Linked DNA regions of Mus musculus: region 2 is linked to region 1. Evidence: chromatin contacts called from public Micro-C data. All regions are on one chromosome and are shown on one strand. Each heading gives the region's core, a stretch centred on a gene start, on an enhancer-like site or on the middle of the called end of the contact. The rest is flanking DNA. Distances are from core to core; before and after follow the strand shown.

Region 1 (6,378 bases), core at 1,482-3,981:
ATTTGGAAACAATTCTTCCTCCTTTCCCCTCTCTTTCCTCCTTTTCTGGTGGTCCTAGCTAAAGCACACCCCCAAACCAATAAGTGGGCCCCAAAGCACCCATTACTAAACCACCAGTCCTATATGCAATCCTTTCTTCTAATTCAAACTCCAAGCCAGCAAGACTCAGACTCAGCCAAGGGCTACAATCCCTGCCCCTTCCCCAGGGCTGCATTCCAGACACCCAGTCCTCACTATCCTTACAGGACAAAGCCAGGGTAGATACTGAGAGTTTATTATGACCTTCCTAGAACTTCCTGTGCAATTTCTTCATCTGATATTTTCCTAACCTTGTGAACATAGACATTCTCATGCCCATTTTACAGATGAGGAAACCGAGGTCCCGGGAGATTAAACACTGTTTGGGGCAGAGCTCTTATGTCAAACCTAAATATATCTTGCTTTCCCACCACAGCTGTGATCGCCCAAACATTTGAATGGCTTACTTTGTGCCAGGTCTACAGACAAATAAAATAGTTGCTGCTCTTGCAAGTATTAAACTCTGTAGAGCTTAGCAGGGAGCAGTGGCATAGAGAGATAGTTCGAGTACCTCTGGAAATGTCCTGAACACCTCACCTTACATGGCCACTCACAGCCTCAGTGCTAGCTGCTGGCTGCCCTGTATGCCTCTCTTTCTATGGGGTCTGTACCCACACACCTAACAGCAGCCCTGGCCTCCTCACCCCCCCCCCCAACTGACCTGATTGGGTAACTTATTAGGCCTCCGAGGTCCGAGGTACAGGAGAAGAAAGCTTAGACTCTGGCAACCTCAGGCTGACTTGGTTGAGAAATGGGCTCAGGGGCCCCCCGGCACACATGCTGAGAGGCCCTTGCAAGGTTTTCATTGCTGCCTGTTAAAGGGCTTTGGGCTTCCTCTGATGAAAGGCGTTTAAGTGCATCTGGTTATGATTACAGGGGAGGAGAAAGCCAGGCGGTCTCTGGGGCTTTGGACCAGTCATCTGGCTCTGCCTTCCTCCTCCCAGCAGAGCTGGCTGCTGGTGAGGCCAGGAGGCCAGGTGTGGGGGCAGGCAGGAAGCAGAGGCAGTCAAGACCCTCCGACTCTCCAAGACGCCTGACCCAGGCCCTGGCTCTAGCAAGCGGCATTCCCAGAAACAGGCTGGTGACTCACAAATGCCAGGCTCTTCTGAGAAAGCCAAGCTGGGGTGGCGGGTGCCCACCTCTACCCAACAGCTCTTTCCTGATTTCTACCCGCTTCAATCCTGTCCCAAGAACCTGAGACCCCCTCTGCCCTGCTCCCTCTGAGTACAGCCTTTTGCCTCAAGAGTTTCTGAAAATGATTTAAAATGAAGGGGGCGAGGAGGAAGCATCCTAAAAACGCACTTTTGAAAAGAAAAAAAAAAAAAAAAACCTCACCTCAACCGGTTTTTTTTCTTTTCAGCTAGTCTGGTATAATTTTCCATAAAACAAAAGAATAAACATTACAAACGTTCGCTCACACTGTAATGAACAACCATTCTTAAAGAAGGGACGAGATTAATATGAAAAATAGGTTGTCCCAAGCCACCGTGTGTCCCGCACCTGTCTCTGTGTGTGCATAAAAAAAGCTCTTGGGGGATCGGATGGGTTAAACACCCTCTCAGTCCTAGAAACGAAAATGCATTTTCTTCTTCCCGCCCTGGTTTAATCCTGCTGCGTGTTATTATTGTCAAGTCTCTTCGCACCACCGTTTCTAAAAAGAAAACCCGTGGGTCTGCACGGCCCTCTGCCGCCTGCTCGGCTTTTATTGTGCACGCAGCAGGGTCTGCGTGGATCCAGCACGTCGTGACAGTCTTGCAGGCGCTCGCGGACACCCTCGGAATGGCATTTCGATCTGAGCTAGGAGCATTGTCTCAGAGGACACACACACACACACACACACACACACACACACAGGGGTTGCAGACCCCTTAGCCAGCCCTTCTCGTAACCCATAATTAGAGATGACCTTTGAGAAAGGCAATTAAAATATGGTAATGATCGATGCACTTGCTTGTTTCCAAAAAGGCAAATAAATAAAACAGGTGCTAGCTTTAGCCAGCTCCACCTGGCCGGGCCGGGGAGACTCCTGTGGCTCATGAATGAACTCTTTCTCCAGAGAAGCTTCAGCTACCTACGTGAGCGAGGGTTCCACCCCCTACTACTTTCTCTTCCCCTCCCCCACCCACGCTCGAGCAGCCGGGAGCTTGCTGACGGCAGCGGGGCTTTGTCATCGACACGCACACATCGACACGCACACGCACGCACCGGGCCACCGCGGGACTGCGGCGGCTGCCCTGTTGTGGCCTGGCTCACCGCGTTCTCCTCCCCGCCCCCTCTTTTAAAGAGCTGCTCGGGACCCTTTCTTTCCATCCTTTCCATGGGCCTTTGCGGCCAGTAATATGGGGGTGGGGGTTCCCTCCGGGTGCGGGATGGGCAGAGAGGACTCTGAACCCAAAAAGAGGTCAGGATACGCGGACCCCACGGCTTTGTTTTGCCCCTTGCTCCTGCCCTGAGGTCGGCAAAGCCCTCGCCAAGCTAAAGATCTACTGGCAAATAGGCAGGCGCATTGGAAAATACCAGCACTTCCCCAGGACCAAAGCGGACTGTGACCCCCTACACCCCTGAATTCACTCGGGGTTTGGTCTGGGTGGAGAGCATGTCCCCCCGCCCCCCGCAGGATCTCCCTTCCACAAGTGGCTATCCCAACCCAGACAAATTGCAGCGTCATTATGGTGGCTCCTGTTGCTTGAGGCCTCGGGGTTACTTGGGCTTCACACGCACCCCACTTCTACACTGAGGAGAGGGCCGGGGTGGGGGGGGGGGGAGAGGGGCAGGAACCCGGGATCCCTGGGGACTGCCTGGAGGAGAAACCGCATCGGGCCTTCTTCCCATTCCTCCCGGCTGCCTTCCGGGACCATGAGCACGGAGCCAGGGCGGCCTCTCGCCTTTCATTACCGGGCCTACGAAAGCAGCAGCCCAGGCAAATATGTAGCTATTAAAATTAATCGCCCTGCGTTGTCAGCTGAACATAATGCAAATTATTTATGGGCTGTCTGCGCAATATTTATCATCGTGCAGGCTCCAGGCGCTTAGTGCCTTCTGGCCTACCCCGCCCGCCCTGGCCCGCGGAGGCCGAAGATGAACGCAGGCTGCAGCGGCCCAAGGGAAGATCTGGGCACCCCAATAGTCTTCCCAGGACGAGGCTGTGTATCAGTCTGTCTTCCAGGCCCAGAGATTCACTTTAGTTTCTATCGTACATTGCTAATATTTTTGGAGGCCTACTACGTGCAAAATTGACAGGCCTGAGAAACTAAGGGTGTGTGTGTGTGTAACCATTTTAAACACACTTCTGAATCACAGGCAGGACGTGAGTTCGAGCGGCGATGCAAGCAGATCTTTGACTGCCTAAGAGAGTCTAATGAGACCTCAAATCAGTGCCCCATCTGGGAAACCCAGTTCTCCAAAACTGGATTTGCACTGGAAGAAACTATGGGCATTGGATGTGCCCAACAGATCCCGGCTCAATTGGAACAGGAATTCGGCATCCTCCGAGCCCTAGAACTTGTTTGGTGACCGCAGATAACAGATTAACTGCTAATAGTCGAAATCCGCCGAGCGTTTAGTTTATCACTGCTGGGGGCCCTAGGTATTCATTGCACTTTTTTTATATGTAAAAACAGCCTTGCTACCTCCCAAACGGCTTTTGTTTCTCTTTCAAATACAGTGCTCTCGAAAACAGCAGCAACACGCCACCCCGCCCCCTCTCCAACCTCGCCTTCTGGTTTAAAAAACACAAAACAAAACAAAAACCAGGAGGAAAAATAATCTATAAGACAATCCCCCCCTACTGGTCGGCGCTGGCCTAGGGGCTTTTTCCGCAGACCGAGTCGCCCAAGGCTGCCGAGGTAAACAAGCTTTCTGAACCTCGGTTAAATCACAAAGGGGAAGAGCCGAGGCTGCCAGGCACGGGGAAGCCTGAGGATCCAGCTTGGGCATCCAGGCGGGAAGGGCTTAGGGTTTAGGACAGTGAGCTGGAGGCTGGTTAGTCCTAGCCAGAGGCCGCGCGTAGCCAAGGAAGTGAGAGGGAGGCCCGTGGAGCTCAAGCAGAGACTCTCCACTACATCACCTCTAACCCCACCCCGCGCCAAATTAGAGAGGTTGGGTTAAAGCTCTGCCTAGGCCTTTATCCCTTTTGCACCTGGCCACCACCCCAGGCCAGTAGGATTGCTTGAATCCTTCAGGGAAGATTACAGAGCACCCCTCACCTCCCCATTCTGAGTAGTTCTAGGCCTCCAGGAAACACCAGCAGGCCTAAGTCTTTCTTTTCATATTCATTTTAAGCCAAGTCGTTGCCTAGCTTCCTGGTCTTCGCCCAGCAGACCTACATCACCTTGCTGTTCAAATCTGTCAAGTCCTACTTCCCGGTCCCAGATTGTGTGTGTGTATGTGTGTGTGTGTGTGTGTGTGTGTGTGTGTGTGTGGTGGGTGGGCTATCTACCAGCATCTGCTCTCCAGACCTACATTAGGGGGACAAGGCCAAGAAGCTACTTTGAATTTATATTCTTCCGGTTCTTGTCTTAAAATGTGGTTTAATCCATTTTAAAGGACTATTTTCGTTCTCATTAACCTCGAATTTTAATGGTGAATTTTTCTTAGAGCATTCCAAAGATTCGCCCATTCTTCAGAAACTTAATTCGAAGTGATGTAAAAGAAAGGGGTGGGGATTCCTGGTCTGAACGTGCTTTGGGCTTGACTGTATCTTCCATAGCCTTGCAGGGATGGGGGGGGGGTGGTCTTAGTTCTACTTCTTAATTAACAAAGCTCTGGTGCCTTCCATGTGTGGGAGAGACCCTGACCACAGCGAAATGGACGGGCCAAGCTGCCTTTGCAAAGCACTTTAATACTTCCAGCCTCTTCAATCTACTTAAGGAGGGCAGAGGTAGTGTTAACTCTCACAGAGGGGGAGGCTGCCTCTACTAGCCCCCAAGTTTCAAAGTGTTTGTGTTCATCATTGAAGTGTGGTCAGAAGCCAGGTGCAACCTGTCTGCTCCCGTTGAATACCCATGCTACCCTGAATCAGTGTCATTTGGTTAAAATGGTGCATCGTTTTTGTTTTGGTTTGGTTTGTTTTCTGGAAGCTGCCTACCCTACCCCCCCCCCCCCCCCGCTTCAGACGATTTCCCTTCATAGCCTAAAAAAAAAAAAAAACAGGAATTGTCTGTGTCAATTCCGACTCCCGGCCACGGAGGGCTATTTTAAAGTGTTTCTGCAGACAGACCCTCTGGCCCCGCCGGAAGTGTTTTATGGACCTGTGAGTCCAGTTAATCCCAGGAGGCGAGGAAGGATCAGCCCGGGGTGTGGGAATCCTGTGTTTAGGTTATCCTTATGGGACTTTGGGGGGGGGGGGACACTTAGTGACTTTGGCAATATAATGTGCCCTCTCTCCATGAAACTCGAGATTTGAACCAACGAGGAAGGAAACAGGACAGGCCCCCATCGAGGTGTGGCCTGGGGAGGAGGGGTACACTCTGGGACCACAGTGAACTTGGTAGGCAAAGTCGAGAGCACAGTTGTGTGAGCCAGTCCCCCACCCCAACCCCCGGCCCTGACTTTATCTTTCTAGCCTGTGGAAAGCGAGAGAGCCGCGACCCGGGAAGGAGCCTTAAAGAAACATTCAGGAGCGACTCGCGACTGGAAGATGGCAGCGGCTCCCCTGGGTTTCAAGGTTCCAAAAAAGGTGTTCTGCCTTGAGGAGTGAGGACTCCTGCTCCGCCCCCCCTCTGACAGTCTCTCCCAGGGTCCCCAAACCACTAAGCCCCCAAGTGCGCCTAGGCCGCTCAGCCTCTCCAGAACACGTAGGGATGTCACACTGTGGTCCACATAAGCTGTGCGGTGCAAACCTACTAGTCCTCTTGGGAGATAGGATTTACTCTCCCGTCCCCAAATTCAGACACAGGCTAAGGTCTCCTATTTTTACTCCTGTGTCTCTCGGAAGCACGGGTAGAATCGATCCTCTCTAGCAGCTGCCACTTCTCGGGGGACAAGGGAGTCCATAGGCCTGGCTGTGCGCCCCAGGCTTTAACAGCGTGTGCACTTATGCGGGCTGGGGGGGGGGGGGAGGGGCACAGCCTTCCCCACCTGGACTCTTCGAAGCAAACAATCGCCGCGAGCTTTCGAAGCACCAGAGCGAGCCAGGAAGAGGAAGGGAAAGTGGAGGCCTGGAGCGCGCTTGGAAAGCGTGTTTGTGCGCGCGCTCGGGGGAATAGGGAGCTGGTGGTAATCGGGCTGGATTGAGGGCAAACAACCGGATCCAGCCGTCCCAACTGGGCTCTCCAGCTCCAAGCAGGGGAGCTTAGCTCA
Region 2 (6,378 bases), core at 2,083-4,582, 140 kb after region 1:
TCTTAAGGCCCATTGTCTCAATAGTCTGGTAGCCAGTGGCATCTATACCAAGACAGCTCCTGTCCCCAGAAAGAGGCTAGCAAGGGTGTCTCATACAAGGATAATTGTCCAGGAATTTTGGCCAAATCTGATAATCCAAGAGACTCTATGCATCAGAATCCTTACTAGCAAAGGCTCTCCCTCCCTGATTTATTCTTCAGTGCTGGGGGCTGGGGGGGGGGGGGATCAAATACGAAGAGCCTGCTTTGCACTGGAGTCACACGCAGGGTTTCCAGGGGTTAACATGTACACATACCTTTGAAGTTCGGCCTCCTCTGGATACCCGAGGTGGAGGTGGATTTGTCAATGATCTTGTTAAGATAGCTGGGGGCAGTTAGGAAACTCTGGGTGTCCCCAGGCTGCCATATTGGGAGAAAAGCCAGGCTACATGGAGAGATCATGCAATATGTTCTGACCAACAGCTCCAGCTAAGGTCCCAGTGACTGGCAGCAAGGCCTAGCTGACCAAAGCAAGGCTCTAGATGACTCCAGCCCTGGCTGTCTGATCAGCCCCGGAGACAGGCTAAAGCCAGGGAATGTGTGAGTTTGAATAGTGGCTGCTGATAAGCTTTTTAAAAGAGACCTTTTTTTTTTTTAATGATCTGCCGGTCTTTGTATATCCAGGTGAGTGTATGCGGATGCCCAAGGAGGTCAAAGAAGGATCCTTAGATCTAGAATTAGAGGTATTTCTGAGCCAATGAGGTGCTGCGGGGATCCAAAGTCAGTTCCTTAGGATAGATCAGTAAGTGTTCTTAACTTCGAAGCCATCTCTCCTGCCTTACTTCTTGTTTGTTTGAGATAGAGTCTCAGTGGTGTTCAGGCTGGCCTGGAACCTGAGATTTAGATGAGCTTGACTTTGAACTTTGACCTGCCTGGTGGTCTAGCCCCAAGAGTTCTGGAATTGCTGGGATCACAGGTATGTGCCATTATATTCTCATGGGAGGGGGTGTGTGTTATGAGTGTAGAGTAGCAGTTTCTAAGAATACAGGTATGAAGCAGAGAAGAGGTGGGGAGGGGTCATGAGAGGGGGTAGCAGCGGAGAATATGAGCACGAATCAGGACTGGGGTCCTCAGGAAAGACAAAAAAGAGAGAGTGGAAGGAAGGTTAGGGAAGGTGAGTTGGCAGGAGATGCTTGAAAAATACCTACAGCTTCAGCTGGGGTAGTCAGAGGCCAGGCCTCTTCCAGTCACCTTGCCAGCCTCTGCCAAAGCCAGGATCGGATCACAGCACCTGGATGTGCGGAGCAGTGGAGCCAGCTGCAGTCACGTCTCCCACGCCAGCTGTTCAGGACTTCGGTCCCTCAGCCATGTCCCTCCCCAGGCGGTGGCTACCTGACTTACCACAATGCCCCCCCCCCCGACACCCCAGGTCTGGCCTCCTCTTCCCCTGGGGAGCTGGCTGCTCCCCAGTCCTGTTTTTGCCAGGGCCTGGGAGTCCTCCGCAGCCATGGCTGCCAATTATAGTGCAAGCCCATTCATTTGCTGGCTTGGCTCTTTGGATTTTGTCATTTGCTATGCGGAGGTTTTCTTTCTGACTAATTTGTTTACCAGGTTTAATTCTTCAATCATGTTTTCATTTTAAGAGATTTCAGGGTAATTATGAACTTTGAATAAACCCATCTGAGGCACTGAAAGGCTCCGTGCGCAGCTCTGTCAGGACCTGCGTTCCTCCACTGAGGAGGTTCCTGCGTGAACCTGACCTTGCCTGCCCACCCCCAGCTCTGCTCTTGTAATCAAAAACAGCTGGGCTGCTTAAAGCCAAGGTCAGGATCGAAGAAAAATCTACAGTTGCAAACAGACCGAGGCAGGGGTGGGAGTGAGCCTGCAGAACCTGTTCCCTTATGATCCTGGGCAGAGGGGGCACTGCCTAGGCTGACCCAAACACTGCCACCCAGGAATGTAGTCACAGCAGGATGTAAAGGGCTCCTGGAGAGGGACAGTAGCTCCCCACTACTTTTCTTGGGGCTTTTGACTGGACTCTGCATTAAGTGGATGTAAAACTGATTAACAGATGAAAAAAACCTTTTAATGACTGTAACTACACGTACCCGTCCCACAAAAAGCCGCAAGCTTCAGAGAAGGCCAGATGACTGAAACTCATCCAGCATCCTCGACCACAGGAAGGAAGAGGAGCCTGGGGGCTTCTACAAGTGGTAGAAACAAATTATGGGAGGATTAGGGAGGATATGTACGAAGACTAAAGGTTTGAACTACATTTGTTTTAGACAGGAGTCAGCGAGATGGCCCAGTGGTTAGGTGTGCGGAGAACCCGAGTTCGGCTCCCAGTGATCACATAATTTGGTTTACAGCCACCTGTAACTGCAGTTCCAGGAGTTCGAAGCCCTCTTCTGTCTGAGAGGACATCTGCATACATGTAAGGAGAATGTGTGCGCTTACACACATGACATGCATTCTCTCTCTCTCTCTCTCTCTCTCTCTCTCTCTCTCTCTCACACACACACACACACACACACACACACACGCACACACACACACACACCTCTTACTATTTGAAGTCTTGCTTGCTGTGTTGTTCAGGTGTCCCTAAACTCCTTGGTCAAGCCATCCTCTTACCTAAGTAGCTGGGACAATAGGCAGTGACCCCTTTCAAAGCTGTCTTGATATATAGATCCAAGTCTCCCACGTCTTGAGAGGTGGGAAGTCTTTTTTTTTTTTTTTTCCCTGATGCTGGCAATTTCACTAATGAAATTTGCCTTTGTAAAACTGAAGCTTTACAGAGCTATTTCTGTATTTTCAATTTCTCAAAATAACCTGCTCAAAACAATCAATATTCCAAAGAGGGGTGTTTTGGTGTGGTATATTCTGCTTTTGGGGGGGGCAGTCATATTTAAAGGTGGTATATATCCTGAGTCCCCCCAAAAATATTTGTAGGTGACACCCAGGTAGTATGTATGTAGCTCTAGACCGATTGAACAGCAGGCCAGAGGCAATTTCTGAACCTTCAGGAGTTAAATAGAAATGTACCAAAGATGACAGTGACAATTCCCATTCTATCAGTTTGAAGGCTTGCCACAAAGGCTCTGAGGTAGGAGGAGGCATTTTGGGAGTATATCACATGGCATATTTGGGAGGTAGTGCTGAGACGCCGTGGAATGAGGTTTCTTGTTCAGTAGGGTTCTTCTGTCAGGCCTAGGTGTGATCTGACATCCAACCAACCGACAGAAAAGCAGGAAATACCACCAGGCCCCCAGATAGTCTTGACTGTCACAGTTTCTCAGCTAGTGTGCCTGGCTCCTTGGTGTGCTAGGATAGGATGGTCACTATGTGAGCATATGAATTATGTTCCGGTTTCTGTGCCTTATCAGCACCATGCAGGAGGGCAGCCTGAGTCCAGCATCTTATCAGCATCAACAAATTAGTGTTGCTTAATTTGCATATCCACAGCAATCATATAGCCAGCAGGGCTAGTGGTTGGTGTATGAATCGTAACTAGGCTAGATATAGCTGGCTTAGCTAATTTGCATCCAGCCAATTGTAGCAAAGGTGTGAAGAAAAAACCTGCCAAGGGAACCAGTCACAGGCAAAGAATTCTCCATGGTAAAGTATGAGACCCCGGAGCGCCCCTAGCTTTGTAATGCTGCTTCTGCTACAGGGGAGAGACTCTTGCAGCGGATCCCATCCAGGTCACTGCTGGTCACTGCTGGCCAGAGGGAGGGAGGGAGCAATCACGCTATCTTAGTTTGAGTTTTCCAGAAGCAAGGCAGAGACAAAGCAGCAACAAGGGAATTGTGGGTGTCAGGAGAGACAGCTAAAGATGGCTGCAGGAGGAGGCTGGGGATGTTATTTGCTTAGCATGCACGAAGCAAAACTCTGTGTTCCAGCCCCAGCGTTGCATAAACAGATGATGGTGGTGCATAGCTGGAATCCCAGTTCTCTGGAGACAGAAGCAGGAGAATTGGGAGATCAAGGTCATCTCTGGGTACAGAGCAAGTCAAGGCCAGTCTGGGCTGCATGAGACCCCACTTTTAAAAAAACAAATAAGAAGAAGGCTGAAGGAGCAAGCCAAGGACCTCTGGTGACTGCTGGATGGCTAGATTGTGCCCCACTAAATTACTTTGTTGACATTCGAACCCTCAAGATTCCAGAGTAATGTGGAGTAAGCCCCATAGACATGCCCTCGAGGGGACACACACACACACATTCTTTGGGGGAAACAACATAAAACAGAGGCTTCCAAGTGTAGTTTGTGTCAGTCATTCCTTTGAGCTGTTTCCAGGGGACCGATAACTCCTGTATGTCCAGTTCAATTCCAGCAGGCAACATAGCTTCAGCAACCGGTAGGAAAATGCAGGTGAAGTGAGGCAAGGTCGTCACGGGGCAATCGGGCTGGAAGGTGCTGCTGGGTAAAAGTTCGAAAGGGCTTCTGTATGAGGGAACAAATGGTCACTGCTTCAAGGGTCTGAGAACTCAAAAAAAAAAAAAAAAAAAAAAGAACATTTTAGGAACCTGTTTGGAAGCTGAGTAAACTTTGTCCCCAAGGAGTGGGTGTATGATTTTCGTAGTGACAAAAAGACAGTCTAGACAAAATACAGACCTTTCCCCCCCAGTTTTTCAAGACAGGGTTTCTCTGTGTAGCCCAGGCTGTCCTGAAACTCCCTCTGTAGACCAGGCTGGCCAAGAACTCACAGAGATCTGCCTGCCTCTGCCTCCTGAGTGCTGGATTAAAGACCTGTGCCACCACTGCCCAGCTCAGACTTTTTTTTGTTGTTGTTGTTAAAATTCTTTTTTTTAAAGTTTTTTTTAAAGATTTATTTATTTATGTATATGAGTACACTGTAGCTGTATAGATGGTTGTGAGCCATCATGTGGTTGCTGGGAATTGAACTCAGGACCTCTGCTCACTTGGGCCCGCTTGCTCCGGCCCAAAGATTTATTTATTATTATATGTAAGTACACTGTAGCTATCTTCAGATGCACCGGAAGAGAGCATCAGATCTCATTACAGATGGTTGTGAGCCACCATGTGGTTGCTGGGATTTGAACTCAGGACCTTCAGAAGAGTAGTCAGTGTTCTTAACCGCTGAGCCATCTCTCCAGCCCCCCAACTCAGACTTTTATTCTCGATAATTCTATGTAATGTTATATAACTAATAAACAAAGGTCATTTGCAAAGCCTATTTCTGGTTAGCTTCCATACCAAAGCCATGGGAGTGAACAGAACATATGGACAACGGGCCTGGGGCAGTCTGCTCTCTGTCATTGAGTTTGGACTTGAGCAGCAGGTAAGACTAAGGGAACAGCTCTTTGAATCAGTGTCCTAGATAGATGTCAAATCGCTGAAACCAGTAGGAAGACCTCGATAGGAAAGATTTCTGGAAGGCTATGAGATACTCTCCAGACATATGGGAAGGCAGCAGGGCTCCCGGCCAAGAACATTCTGGTGAATGCGTAGGTACAGGGCAAAGAATAGGACTTTCTGGTACTCTGTGCCAACTTCTGTGGGATGCTGTCGTGGTTCCACCACTGTTCCTGCCTTAAGATTCAAAGGGGTGCCCTAGGGCAGGTCCTAGCTATGGGGGTTAGAAGGTTCCAGCACAGAGCCTTGGCCATGGTCTTTTCTTTTTCCTTTCTAAATGAATTATCTTTACTAAGTTTATGTGTCCGTTTGTTCATCTCTCTGTGTGGGTACGTACATGGAAGTGCAGGTGCCCTTGGGGTCCGGAAGAGGGTAGTAGATTCTCTAGAGCAAGTTCCAGGCAATTGTGAGCTGCCTGATGTGAATGCTAAGAACCAAATTTGGGGGCCCTGCAAGAGTCACTCAAATGCTCAACTCTGCAGGCAACTCTCCAGCCCCGGCACGATTTTTTCTAAGTGGGAGTAAGGCCCTGTGTTTCTTCAAATAAGGAATGCCTCTGAGGAAGATAATCTTTGTCCCTGGCACACGAATGACAATAGATTCTAGAAAGGGGCAGAGTGTGTGTGTGTGCGCGCGCGCGTGCGCGCGCTCGGGGAGGGGGGTAGGGGTGGATTTACTCTGGTAGGTCCGGGGACCTTCACCCAGCCCCAGGACATTTAGTGAGACAATGGGGTAGGCTGGAGGTCTTTCTGCCTGTGAAGTGGGTGCCTTTGTCTGGGGCTCCCTGTGAGGCTCACATGACCCCAAGGCACAGGAACAGGCAGGCTGAATGACTCACAAAATAGTGGCTTAAAACTGACAGTCACTGGGGCTGCTGGGAAATCTGAAGACTGATTAGAGTCAGCCAGGTGGTTCTCTGGAGGAGGTGGCCTTAGGCTATGGTGACTTGATGGCAGGCAGGTCTGGAGTATCTCAAAGGCTTCCTCCCTCTTGTGTCTGGTTCCTAGGATGGAACAACTCAAA

What was found. Hi-C and Micro-C count contacts between places; a contact is called where the count stands out from the background.
Region 2: a contact with region 1 is called in a Micro-C map of the G1E-ER4 cell line, with 2.7 times the contacts expected there. The contact joins two enhancer-like sites. A contact is called at or near these places in 2 of 39 promoter capture datasets (liver and trophoblast stem cells), 16 of 484 Hi-C or Micro-C datasets (the G1E-ER4 cell line, the N1E-115 cell line, cerebral cortex and 4 more), 10 of 115 datasets of contacts at active chromatin or transcription factors (embryonic stem cells, epiblast stem cells, neural progenitor cells and 1 more) and 2 of 9 other capture datasets (liver and pancreatic islet).

The regions. Positions count from the first base shown.
Region 1 is chrX:12,149,655-12,156,032 of GRCm38.p6, forward strand. It overlaps a transcript of Bcor not described here. Among named protein-coding and RNA genes, the nearest start is that of Gm46687, 60 kb to the left of the region's middle. Within about 2 kb of position 2,732, at least 80 of the 459 cell types and tissues checked have an H3K27ac peak or open chromatin away from gene starts, as enhancers often do. A contact at or near this core is called in the G1E-ER4 cell line, where this site is marked.
Region 2 is chrX:12,293,364-12,299,741 of GRCm38.p6, forward strand. No RefSeq gene overlaps it. Among named protein-coding and RNA genes, the nearest start is that of Gm14635, 58 kb to the right of the region's middle. Within about 2 kb of position 3,333, at least 18 of the 459 cell types and tissues checked have an H3K27ac peak or open chromatin away from gene starts, as enhancers often do. A contact at or near this core is called in the G1E-ER4 cell line, where this site is marked.